Linked DNA regions of Ovis aries: all the other regions are linked to region 1. A link is a contact called in public Hi-C data. All regions are on one chromosome and are shown on one strand. The core of a region is the stretch at or near the end of the contact, and the rest is flanking DNA. Distances in the headings are between cores, read along the strand shown. Region 1 holds the start of FOSL2 (FOS like 2, AP-1 transcription factor subunit). Region 2 holds the start of MRPL33 (mitochondrial ribosomal protein L33). Region 3 overlaps SLC4A1AP (solute carrier family 4 member 1 adaptor protein).

Evidence for each region. Hi-C and Micro-C count contacts between places; a contact is called where the count stands out from the background.
Region 2: a Hi-C map of skin fibroblasts shows a contact between it and region 1, with 4 times the contacts expected there. The contact joins the promoter of MRPL33 here to the promoter of FOSL2 in region 1. A contact is called at or near these places in 5 of 16 Hi-C or Micro-C datasets (blood, hypothalamus, muscle and 1 more).
Region 3: a Hi-C map of tail adipose tissue shows a contact between it and region 1, with 6 times the contacts expected there. The contact joins the enhancer-like site here to the promoter of FOSL2 in region 1. A contact is called at or near these places in 5 of 16 Hi-C or Micro-C datasets (hypothalamus, muscle, omental adipose tissue and 2 more).

The regions. Positions count from the first base shown.
Region 1 is chr3:35,342,793-35,346,989 of ARS-UI_Ramb_v3.0, reverse strand. FOSL2 (FOS like 2, AP-1 transcription factor subunit) reads right to left here and starts at 1,998. Exons shown (of 4, transcript XM_027966637.3): 1 at 1,101-1,998. The coding sequence starts at 1,202.
Region 2 is chr3:34,775,725-34,779,865 of ARS-UI_Ramb_v3.0, reverse strand. It overlaps MRPL33 (mitochondrial ribosomal protein L33), which reads right to left and starts at 1,428. Exons shown (of 4, transcript XM_027966633.3): 1 at 1,367-1,428; 2 at 474-492. The coding sequence starts at 1,388.
Region 3 is chr3:34,715,143-34,719,584 of ARS-UI_Ramb_v3.0, reverse strand. The region is part of intron 13 of SLC4A1AP (solute carrier family 4 member 1 adaptor protein); the gene reads right to left. Among named protein-coding and RNA genes, the nearest start is that of SLC4A1AP, 30 kb to the right of the region's middle. Within about 2 kb of position 2,389, at least 18 of the 54 cell types and tissues checked have an H3K27ac peak or open chromatin away from gene starts, as enhancers often do. A contact at or near this core is called in tail adipose tissue, where this site is marked.

The DNA.
Region 1 (4,197 bases), core at 749-3,248:
AGGCCACCGCCTAACCAGAGCAGCTCTTGCCGCAGCCAACTGGGCTAGAGACTCGGCAGATCCTGATTAAGACGGGCTTCAGGCTCTAGCAGCCTTGTTTAAGTCAGCTCCCTCACAAGCTTCTGGGTGGGTGGGTGAGGTGGGGGTGGCTGTTGCAGAGGGCCGGCACCCCACCAGCACCACCAACCTAGCAGCAACTTTCTGGTATTTATTCTGGTATTTATAGACAGAGATGGCAGGCACAACCCCTCCAGTACAAACCAGTCCGCCTGCTTTAGAAACAAGTTATTTCTCGGCTTCCAGAACCATTCAGGAGCCTAGAGGAAGTCTCTCCAGCCTCCCTTCTTTCTGCAGCCGTCCTGGCCCTAGGTACTCCCCAGACCCCAAGGCGCCCCTTTGGGTGGCAGTTCAGGCTCCTAGTCCTACCCTAACAGGAGGTGGAAGGGCGCAGGGTACACAGACGCACGCAGCCTGAGCCAATCAAGGCTCACCTCCTCCTTCCTGACCTTCGCACCTGATTCCCTGAGTGACAACTCTCGCCCTCACTCTGGATCACTTGAAGGAGCCCAACCAGTTTCTGAGTCCCCAACTTCTTTCCGAAATTAACTAAAACCAACGGCGGGAGAAGGTGCGGGGTCGGGGTGGGGAAAGAAGGAGAAGGCTTTTTCGCAGGAATAAGTTCTCTAGATGTCGGAAGGGGCCCGTGCGTAAAAAATTTGGGGAGCGGGGGATCCACCACGGAGATAGAGGGGAATGGAGATGAATTCCTGGGAGAGGAGGGAGGCACCGGCTTCTGGGAACGGGACCTGCAATTCCAGGAGCTTGTCTGGATACGATGTAGTGTGAAGGACAGGGTTTGTAGGTTCTTTCAGCCCACTCGCCGCTCCAGTTTGGAAAAAAAAAAGGGGGGGGGGTTGGCGAGGGTAGAGGGGGTGAAAGGAGGTGTGGGCAGGAGATGAGAATTCAGAACTTACAATGGTGGCCCGCAGGTATTTTCTCACCAAACCGAGAAAGGGCAAAGAAAGCAAAAGAGGCAGTGGCGGCGAGAGGAAGGCGGGGGTCCACCCGCGTCGCCAGGTGCACCCGGGGCCCGCACCTACCTGCTGGCCGCCGCCGCCGCTGGAGTAGGACTCGGCGTGCGCAGGAGAGCCGCTGCTGCCCCGGGACGAGGTGTCAAAGTTCCCGGGATAATCCTGGTACATGATCCGCGGTGGGGGCCCGAGAGGAAACAGGGTGTTTTTCTTCCCCCGCCCTCGCCGCGGCCGCGCACCGGCTGCTGTGCGCTGGCTCTCTGCTGGCCGCGCCTCGGGCTTGTCCCCCTCGGCGGAGGCACCCCGGGAACGGCCCCCTGAGCGCCGAGCGCTACACCACTTCTTTGCTGCTCTGCGAGCGCCGCGGGACCAGTTGTCCACCCAGTCCCTCCCTCTAAAAAGTCCGCGCGTCCCTCGGTCCCTCCCCTGCGCGCGCCCTCCCGCCCCCGCGCGCAATCGGAGCCCAGCCGGGACCGCCGGCTCAGTCAAAAATCGGTAATTAAAAAAGAATGGGAGTCAACCCAGCGGGTCAAGCCTGCCAGGTCTGGGGACCCCAGATGTCAGCGCAGAAAAGAAAGGAGGGAAAAAAAGGGGGGGCAGAAAGAAAGGCTGCCCGCTTGGAGAAACTTCTATTTCCTCCTTTTAGAAAAGGAGCTGAGAATAAACTTCCTGTGGCCGACTCGCCGCCGGAGTTTGGAGCGGCTCGGACACTTGACTAGGAGAAGAAGGCAGCCTGTGCCCGGCCCGCGGCCCGGGAGGATCCAGCTGAGCCGGCGTGGAGAGGGACGCGGTGCCGCAGCTCCGGCGCCCGGACCTGCACCCCTTTCCCGGCTCCCTCTCCCGGACGGGCCCGCCTCGCCCGTCCGCGCCTCTCTCTCTCCCTCTCTCGGTCTCCGCCGAGCGCCGCTCGCTTGCTCGCTGGTTTGCTCGGAGCCCCAGCGCTCTGCCCGAGATGAGTCACTACAATGGCACGATTTCAACTCCACACTCTTTATTCTCCAGCCCCTGTACCTCACGTCAACCCGACTCCACCTTGCAGGGAGGAGCGCGCGGGGAGGCGGGGGGAGAAGGCCGAGGAGGAGGGGGAGGAGGAGGAAGACGCGCGGGAGGAGGCGGGCGCAGCGCTCCCCTATCTGCCCCGGCTCCTGGCCGCGCTGACGCCAGCCGCACACCCTGCGCGAGGAAGGAAGGCGGTGGCGGGGGTGGGAGCGGACCGCTGGCGCGGTTTGGGGGAGCCGAGGCAGCCTGGCCCATCCCCACCCCCCGGGCCACGCGCCCTTGGTCTGTTCCACTGGCGCACGTTGCCAAAGATGGTCATTTGCGTTAGAGGACGCGAGTGCGGGTTCCCTAGCTTTCGGGTGACGTGGAGGGAGAGGGATTCCCTCGCCGGCTCCCGAGCGCGCCACGGCCTCCCCACCTTCTCCACCGCCTGGGAAAGGGGCGCGGGGCGGGGCCCCTGCGAGGGCTGCCGCGGGGCCCTCGGCGCCTGGTTTCAGAAAATAATCACAGTCCTGAAGAGCGAGACTGGCGGTTCAGTGCGGCGCCACCGCGAGGCCGGGAGCCGGGCGCGCAGAGCCGCTCGCAGGGAGGGCGCGGCCGCGCACGGTCGTCGGCGCCCTTCGCGGCGCCACCCGGAGCAACGGGCGCCCTGGGCGCCCTGGGTATCCGCGCCTCCCTGCGGCCGGGCCTTGGCGGGGCGCAGCGCCGCCGGGCGGGGCCGACCTGCCTATTTTCCCTTCCGCGGCTGGCTGCCCACTGCTTCCCGCCCCCCTCCCCTTTCTTTTCGGCTCTGCAATTAATTTGTTAGGAGCAGCCTTGAAGACGAAATTAACCAGTCAAGACATTCCGGCCGCCCTCTATGCTGGGCAATTAAGATGCATCTAATAGTAATCGGGCATTATAAGCAACCTCGACTATTACGAATTTGAAAGGAAAAAAAAAACCAAACAGGGAAGAGGGAGGCCCGAGAGAGGGCGTGCCCCAACGTTGTCTTCAGCTGTTTTGGAGCGAAGTTCAGGCAGTAGGTAGTCCGGATTCCTAGTTTGTCCCGCCTCGCGGGGCGGGGCGGGGCGAGGTGCGGGGTAAAGAGCACAGGCCTTGGAGTGTGAACGCCAGGCTGTGCTGCTTACGGGCTGTGAGACTTTGGGCGAGTCCCTTAACCTCTCTGGGCTTCAGTTTCTTTCTGTAAAACGAAGGGATTGAGACATGACCTTCTAAGGCCCTTGTCAGTTCTGGAACTTCAATCCTTCTGCAGAGATGATGATCCGGAGGAGCACTGTACTAGGAGTCAAGGAAATCGAATTTTGCTCCACGCTTTGCCTTAGTCTCATACCCAGCTCTTAGTGTACCAGCGGGAAGATGCGCGAAGGCTGTGAAGCGTTGTGCACTGTAACACATCACAGTTTCGGCCCTCAGTCTCCTTATCTGTAAAGTGGGGGTGTTGCTAGGAAAGAAAAATAGAACCCAGCCGGGAACTCAAAGCTTTCCCGGGGCTCTATATAAAGCGCTGGCGTTTCCGGGACGGCTGGCGGCATCTGGCCGCCCCAATGGCCCCAAGATACGGTAATCCTAAACAATACTCGGGGTCATTGTTTACAACTATAAAACACATTCTGTCCTCGGCTCCATCCCCAAGGACGCGCGTGGAGAGGCGAGGCTGGCTGGGCTCCTCGCACCTCCCTCGCCGCCTGCAGCGTAGCGTCCGCAACTCCACAGGTCGCGGCGAGAAGTGCGAGGCAGATGGATGCGCACACCCAGCGCGGTCTTGGCGTTTTTGCCATCTCTCTCTTTTTTTAATCCCGCGTCCTGCCTGCCTGGGTGTGTTTATGCTCCTCTCCCAGCAGGGCTGAGTAAATGCAGTCCTTTGACGCAAAACCGTTCAGCCCTTTCCCCAGCGGCAGCGGCAAAACCCAGAAAACTGGAGGTGGGGACGGGGTGGGGGGAGCGCAGGAGAAGAAATCGTGACACTCTCTGACTCGCCCCTCAGTCGCCTCCCGCACCGCACGGTCCTCGGCCGGCCTGGCGAACTCCTAGGTGGGGCTACAAAGTCAGGCGCGGTCCGGGCGTCCAGCGCCCTCCTGGGAGCAGCGGCGTGTCCAAGCGGCGCTAACAGACACACTTTTAGTTTTTCTTTGAGCTGCAGAGGCTACCCGGCCCTCCCCCACCC
Region 2 (4,141 bases), core at 179-2,678, 570 kb after region 1:
CATGGAATCTTTAGCCTTTGCCATTTTTTGAAATGCTTGTACCATGAATGCAAAAGATTACAAAACTCAAAACTGGCTCTGTGGATAGTCAAATCACAGCTTTTTTTGTTATATTCCTGTAGTGGGCTCCAGACAAATGGCCCTTGGTCCTCACTTTCAGGAAAAAGAACTGCAATCATAGTCCAAAGAGCATGGGGACCCTGATGATTTCTTTAGGAACAAGACAGCAAAAGCAACTTTTAAGGAAATTAACTGAAAGCTCACTTAAATAGATCAGTTGGGAAGGAGGGAAAATATTTTAGTAAACAGTTCATAGGGCTAAAACAATTCATCAAGTGTAATCCTCAAATCAGACTTTAGAAAATTGAAGCCAAATGCTTAATTTAACATAAGGATTCATTGAGAGTAGCTGAACTAATGAATCTAACATAAACAAGCTTAAAAAAAAAAAAAAAAGAAAAACGTGTACTTACTTTGACTTGCTCTTGGCAACTTTTTCATAGGCAGGAAAAGTCGAATAGAAATGGGAAAAAATAAACAATTTATTATCTTGCTTACGCAAAATTCAAATAAAGCTCAAATTTTAAGATTATAATAAAAATATTTAAGTCATGAAATAATGTCATAAATTGTCACTCAAGTAACTACTCCCGAGCTATTGGGGATCCCGTTAGGATTTTATAGATGTTTTTTAAAAATCCAATCGGACCACCACAATTCTGGATGGAATCCTCTACACAATCTCTTTTCAGTTGAACTGACTACCTTTAAATCTTCCCAAAGATCTGCTGCATTTGCTCCTCTTCTAAGGTGCAAATATTTGCACTAGAACAAGCCTCTTGTCCGGTAAATTAACCTATGCAAATTCAACAACCATCACACGAGGTGGAGAAAGGAAATTAAATCCATCCGGGAAGTCAGCCTAGTGCACCTAAGAACACGGTCTTGGGAGCCAGTGGGCTTCTTTCCCAGCCCGCTGTACGACCTAGGATCAATCACTGTTTCTCACCTTGAGAACTCGAAATGAGTGAACTAAAAATTCTGAAGTTTTCTCAGTTAGAACGTCCAGTGATTCTGCTGACACACCGCGAGGGCGAGGGAGAGCCCCACTTCTGCCGGCCAGACTCTAACCGCGGAACGAGCCGAAACGGACCCAAAATCTGCGCCGAAGACCCCCAAGACCCACTCGCCCCACAGGGAGCGCGGCCGCGAGGCATGCCGGGTGCTGTAGTCCTGAAGGCCTAGGACGTCGCAGCGGCGGCTGCCCCACCGGCGTGCGCACTCCACCCTGCAATGTCCCAGGGCCCGCCTGTCACCACCTCCTGCCCGGGAAGCAGGCCCTGCCGCCGCCTCCAGCCCCACTTACACGTAACCGCCGACAGGAACATGGCGACAGTACCCCTGAAGACTCGGTAACGGGTCCAAAGTTCCAGCAACAAACAACTGCTTCCGGGGCACAGGTCTGTTCCGGAAAAGGATGTCCGGAAGTTCTCCACAGCCACGCCCCCTATATAAACCTCAGGGCTGAGCCTGCCTCTTTTCTGTGGTCTCTACAGTCCAGGTGTCTCTTATGTGGTGCTGGAGTATGGAGTCCTTTTCATTTTTGGAGAGAACCTTTGTTATCGCTCGAGGTTCGCGCCCCGCACCCTAACTCCTACTTCTGAGTCAAAGTTAGATGTTTTCCATACATATTTCACTAAATCATCGCAGTCAACTACATTAAAGCCAAGGGAACTCTGCATGTTCCTCACCCACTCCAGGCTATCACGCTTCTGCACTATTTCCTTAAATTGTTGCCTTCGTTTTCCTCCTCCGGCCCAACTCCATCTCCATCTGGTTAAGAGCTACTCTGTCTCTCCAGAATTAAGAACTCCACCTGAATATACCTATTTCTTGATTATGTGTTGGATTTCTAGGAGGGCTGGGCCCTGAGCATTTTAACTGCTGTATCTAAGCACCTACCTGGCAATAGGGGGCAAATAACTGAGATTGAGAGTAGTCACATAATTTGCTTAATGTCACAAAACTAGTGAATGGCAAAGTCAGAATTTGAACCCAGAGTTTGACTGCGAAGACTCATGGCTTTCCCACTAGCACTGGGACCTAACCACTTTGCCATCTTCCAATCTTCATCTCTCTGCAAGAAACCTGCAAGTACCTGCAACACCAGGTACTTCAGCCAAAACCTCATTTCCCAACTAATAATCAGGATTTTAGGATTTTTTTTCTAATCTGTGGTTTTATCTACATATTAAATATTACAAACAAGTGAAAGACTTATTCTCATGGATTATCCTCGCTGAAGGTAATAAAATTATTAAAAAGAGAAAATGTTATACAATACAACTCAATTTTTTAAATCAGGACTGTCCTTGCCCTGGGTACCTCTAATGGTTTTTTTCCCATACCTAGATTCCAACAAATGGACTCCCTCTAGGTGGCCAAATCCTTCCTTACCATGTGTGGTTCAGCTGCTGACAAACAAGAGCTTCAGGTGTTCAAGAGGATAAGGTTTCTTATTTAGGAAATTTCTTTTGAAGACTTATAAGAAAAAAACACAAGACTGGAAGCCAAGGAACATGAATTCTAGTGTTTATTCTGTCCCTTGGAAAGTCATTTCAACTCTCCAGACCTCAGTTTCAGGCTGAATGTGGGCACTGAATCAGTGATTCTCATTCCTGAGAGTGTATCAGTCATCTGGGATCTTTTAAAAGGCCCGGATGCCAGAGGTGAGGCCCAGAGTCTATACAGTATTTCTTCCTCTTCCCCAATTTGCTATGAAAAAGCATTTTGAATATATCAAAAAGTAGAAAAGATATTATAATGAACAAACTGTGTACCCAATTCAGTAAATGTTGATTCTGCTATGTATATTGAATTTTTAATATGCATATATAACATATATATGTTATATATATATATATTATTTGATTAGGGTTTTTGGCTAGCTGTGTAAAAGCAAATTGGAGACCTCACAACCTTTCCCTCCTTTTCATTATAAAAGTACATTTTGTTTCCCTTTGCAGTTTTCTGTATGGTGATATTTCAGTATATGAAAATATCTTGCTCCCCATCAACCTTTCCTCAATGGTTTTAGCATTCACTGTTGATCTTTTTTTCACTCAGGAATTATGTTTTGGGGTACACAGTGGTAGTTTTTCTAACATTTCATTTCTTATTCATTTGTTAGTTTTCTTCTGTACAGAAAAGTTTTCTATAATCAATTGAGGCAGACTTATAATTCTTCCTAAAAAGGCAAGATAAATGCTAATTGTTTTCTCTTTAATTACTAATATTCAAGTAAGACATTAGCATAACAGTCGCTTCCAATGGTGACAAAGACGTTTTCCCCTTTGTGTAATTTTCTTTAAATTTTTAGTATCACTATAATGGATTTTAAAAGATGTCCTTTTCATTATAGGGGACTGGAATGCAAAAGTAGGAAGTCAAGAAACACCTAGAGTAACAGGCAAATTTGGCCTTGGAATACGGAATGAAGCAGGGCAAAGGCTAATAGAGTTTTACCAAGAGAATACACTGGTCATAGCAAACACCCTCTTCCAACAACACAAGAGAAGACTCTACACATGGACATTAACAGATGGTCAACACCAATATCAGACTGATTATATCCTTTGCAGCCAAAGATGGAGAAGCTCTATACACTCAGCAAAAACAAGACTGGGAGCTGACTGTGGCTCAGATCATGAGCTGCTTATTGCCAAATTCAGACTTAAATTGAAGAAAGTGGGAAAACCACTAGACCATTCAGGTATGACCTAAATCAAATCCCTTATGATTATACAGTAGAAGTGAGAAATAGATTTAAGGGACTAGATCTGATAGATAGAGTGCCTGATGAACTATGGAATGAGGTTCGTGACATTGTACAGGAGACAGGGATCAAGATCATCCCCATGGAAAAGAAATGCAAAAAAGCAAAATCGCAGTCTGGGGAACCCTTACAAATAGCTGTGAAAAGAAGAGAAGTGAAAAGCAAAGGAGAAACAGAAAGATATAAGCATCTGAATGCAGAGTTCCAAAGAACAGCAAGAAGAGATACGAAAGAATGCAAAGAAATAGAGGAAAAGAACAGAATGGGAAAGACTAGAGATCTCTTCAAGAAAATTAGAGATACCAA
Region 3 (4,442 bases), core at 1,140-3,639, 630 kb after region 1:
CCTTCCTGCCCTTGGGAACCAAAGGGACTCCAGTGGTATTTCCTGCCTCGGTTTCTCCAGGACTATCACATGACTAGACTCAACTGTAAGATCCCTGGTTCCCATCTCCACCCTCATCAGCTTCATCCCAAACCACAGCTTTCCCCCCACTGAGTTCAAGCCACAGCTTGATCCCCTTGACCAGCCCAGGGATGGAGCTGCTGGGCCCAGCACCTGGATTGCTCTGTACCCTCTGCCTGCAGGGATCTCTTTCTTCCTGCTTGTGAAAGCTTGCTTATCTTTCTAAACCCAGCTGAGATGTCACTGCCTCAAAAACCTTGAACTGATTCCCCAGGTGGACTTCCAGCTACTTTTCAAGTTTTAAAAAGCCCAACCAGGATAAACAGGATAGCAAAAATGCTGAATCTCTTTGCTTTTGTGTGACTAGATACTCAGTGTCATAATGTTATTATCTTGTGTTGATCAGAAGCACTTATTTGCAGTTACATAAATGTCTGATTACAAAAAACTTGGAAATGAACACCTTACAAATGCAGTTTGTTTGGCTGACAAGATAATTCTTTTAAATATTAATTAAGTTCAGGGTAGCAGAAGAGATTGGTGTGTGTGTGTGTGTGTTAGTCACTCAGTCGTGTCTGACTCTTTTCAACCCCATGGACTATAGCCCACCAGGCTTCTCCATCGTGGAATTCTCCAGGCGAAAATACTGGAACGGGTTGCGTTTCCTTTCTCCAGGAGGTCTTCCCGATGCAGGGATCAAACCTGGGTCTCCTATATTGCAGGTAGACTTTTACTGTCTGAGCCACCAGAGAAGATGGTAAGGACAACAACAGCAATCTCCATGGTGAGAAGGTGAGTCTAAGGTCCTGTGTAGCCTTTTGATACACACAGCTGTTTCATTTCCCCAAAAGGCCTGGTACACAGTAGATGCTCAGAAAGTATTCACTGGATACTGTACGTGAAGGTGCAGGGTATATAAGGATGATGACACTGGGGTCACTGAAGCCTCTGTCAACTCTAGTGGCTGCCCCTTGGGGACCAGATGAATAACCAGTCCAGGAGCTGTCCTAGCCTCAGGGACAGCTAACTGCCAATCCTTAGGGTTCACCCAAGTAGCGCTGAGATTGCTTAGAACCCGGGGACAAGGCTGTGTATTCTCGACCCCTCCGGGGAGTAGGGCAACAGCCTGGATTCCGATGCCCATTGCAGCCACCTTTGCCCCTCTGCTCCAGGCAGCTCCCCAAGAAGCAGAGTCTGGCCAATTATGGGAGGTGCTGTTCTCCTTCACTTCCAGCATTAGCTTAGACCTTAAAAATCGCAGCCTGGCGCCTGCTCTTCTCATGACAAGGAAAACAGGAGATGTCAGAAGCCTCCTTAGGTATCTGGGAGAGAACAGCTCCTTCTGCTCCCTCCCCTCCTTGTATGAGGTCATTGAATCAGGATGACAAAGCAAACAGTGACGTGTTGGGACTTGTTCCCGGATTGATTCCAGGGTTTCTCCAGCCCCTCCTTCCTCCTCCTCCTCAGAATGGCAGGCCCAGGTGTGAACAACAAGCAGAACTGGACTCAGTCCTTGGGATCTGGGAAGCGGATGCTAGTTGAGGGGCCCCCTCTGTGGTGGTAAAGAGGAGGTCCCAGGGAGAGCCGGGTGCAAGTGGGAATCGTGATACAGCACCACTGGACACTTTCCAGACTTCACTGTGCTTTCCTTTGTTCTCATTTGAGTTAAGGAGGGCAAGAATTCTTCTCTGACTTTACAGATGAGAAAACCAAGACTTGTTTAAGGTCAGCAACTTAGGGCTTCATGGCTTAAGGGTCACAGAGCCAAATATGAGATAGTTTTGTGACTACAGCATCTTCCCACCTCATCACAGTTCTTTTTTAAAAAATGTATTTATTTGGCTGCGCCAGGTCTTAGTTGCTGCATGTGGGATCTTCAGTCTTCATTGCAGCAGGCAGAATCTTTTAGCTGAGGCATGTGGGATCTTAGTTGTAGTCTGGGATCTAGTTCCCTGACCGGGGATCAAACCTGGACCCCCTGCCCTGGGAGCGCAGTCTTAGCTACTGGACCACCAGGGAAGTCCCACCATAGTTCCTTGAATTTCACTCCTTGGTATACCTGTTTCATTCCACCATATTGTTACTTAATGTTCTTCTTTAAATAAACTCACCTTAAAAGTTGACCTCATTCTATGCAACATTACATACGTGTATGTATGTATAAATAATGCATGTATTTATATTCACAACTGCTAAAATTAAACATGTTCGTTCTCCTCCCCCAAAGTCAACTTTCATAATGCCAGCGATGCTGGTGCACACTTTGAGAAACTGTCCAACTGTCCTCCGCCCTCCCTGCATTACTAATGATGGATTGTCACAGGCTGGCAGCCAAGTGGCTGCCTTTGTTGAAATGTTCAGCCAGTAGGATCACTCAGGGCCACCACTGTCGTTGTTAGGGCTGTGCCTCCAAATCACAGAATTACTAAAACAGAGGGGATAAGAGACGTCATAGAATCCAACTCCTAAGGGACAGAGTCTTATACAGCACACCCATTCACAGTCCTAAAGGTTAAGGGAGCAGCACACAGAGACAAAAAGACAAATGAGCTGGAGTCTTTGCTCGAGAAACTCACAAACCTTACAAACATAAACAACTGAAAACTAAAAGGAATAAGCAAAGAATCTGGAATTATGGTTCCACCATGAACTTGGCATGCCTTTGAGCGAGTTGCTTCATTTTCTGAGCCTCAGTTTCCTTAGACAAAAGGTGATAATAGCTCCTCTTTTTACCTTTAAGACAGATAGCAGCAGCAGCAAACTCCTCCATAGAATATTTGCATTAAGACTGGAGAATGACTTTCTCCAGGTTAAACAAAGCACCAGAAATAACAGGCTGGGAAGAGATTTGGGGAGCTTGTCAGTGTCCCTAATTTGCTGCTACTGGGTCTTAGGCCTGGGAAGGCTCTGGTGCCCTGAACCAGCTTGGTGCCCTGAAGTCTTTCAGAATCCTGATTGTGGAGGAGTTGAGGATCTTCTGCTTTGAAACGTTTGCTTCTGGCAGTCAACTCCTATATAGCGATGGAGCTTTACTGCCCTCTTGTGGTCACTCCCTGACATAGTTGCATTGACTTTTGGAGGGCTGTGCGTGACAGCCTGAGGAAACCAGAGCCAACCCTCCAGATCAAGATTTTCCAGGGCCAGCGGAGGACTTAAAACCCAAATTAAAGCCAGCTGCTGTAACCCAGAGCTCCTTGATGGGAAGGGGTAGCTCTGCCTGATTTTGCCCCAAGTAGGACACGAATCCAGGCCTCTGCCTGAGTTAACACTGCTAAAATGGTAGGTGCTGAGATTATCCAGCTTGTCTGGAAAAATTCTAGAAACAAAGAGCTCTAAGGCCCCATTTCTGCCTGGAAAACCCAATGCTAAGAAGGGCCAGGCCGTGAACTTGCCCTCCAACCCTCAGTCATGTGAAGCAAGTTAGCTGAGCACCTATTTTGTGAACTGGTAGGTTCCATGAGGTGCAGGTGGAGTACAAAATAAGATAGTTCCTGCCCTCAACTCATAATGCTTACAAACGTAAATGGCCCAAGCACACACATAATTAACAGCTGTCAGGCCATCCAAGCAAGACCCATCACAGAAGCAGAAATACAGTGTGTAGGGCTGCTGGGGAGAGGGGGGTTTAGTGACAATCAGGATGATCAAGGTTTCCTGAAGATAGTGAGACTCAGGCTGAACTTTTGAAAAATGAGTAGGACTTTACCCAGTAGACACAAGCCAGGAGGACATTGCATGCTGCATGCCCAGGTGCTTCAGTTCAGTTCAGTTCAGTTCAGTTGCTCAGTCATGTCCGACTCTTTGCGACCCCATGAATCGCAGCACACCAGGCCTCCCTGTCCATCACCAACTCCCGGAGTTCACTCAGACTCACGTCCATCGAGTCAGTGATGCCATCCAGCCGTCTCATCCTGTCGTCCCCTTCTCCTCCTGCCCCCAATCCCTCCCAGCATCAGAGTCTTTTCCAATGAGTCAACTCTTTGCATGAGGTGGCCAAAGTACCGGAGTTTCAGCTTTAGCATCATTCCTTCCAAAGAAATCCCAGGGTTGATCTCCTTCAGAATGGACTGCTTGGATCTCCTTGCAGTCCAACGGACTCTCAAGAGTCTTCTCCAACACCACAGTTCAAACGCATCAATTCTTCAGCACTCAGCCTTCTTCACAGTCCAACTCTCACATCCATACATGACTACTGGAAAAACCATAGCATTGACTAGATGGAACTTAGTCGGCAAAGTAATGTCTCTGCTTTTGAATATGTTGTCTAGGTTCGTCATAACTTTCCTTCCAAGGAGTAAGCATCTTTTAATTTCATGGCTGCAGTCACCATCTGCAGTGATTTCGGAGTCCTCAAAAATAAAGTCTGACACTGTTTTCACTGT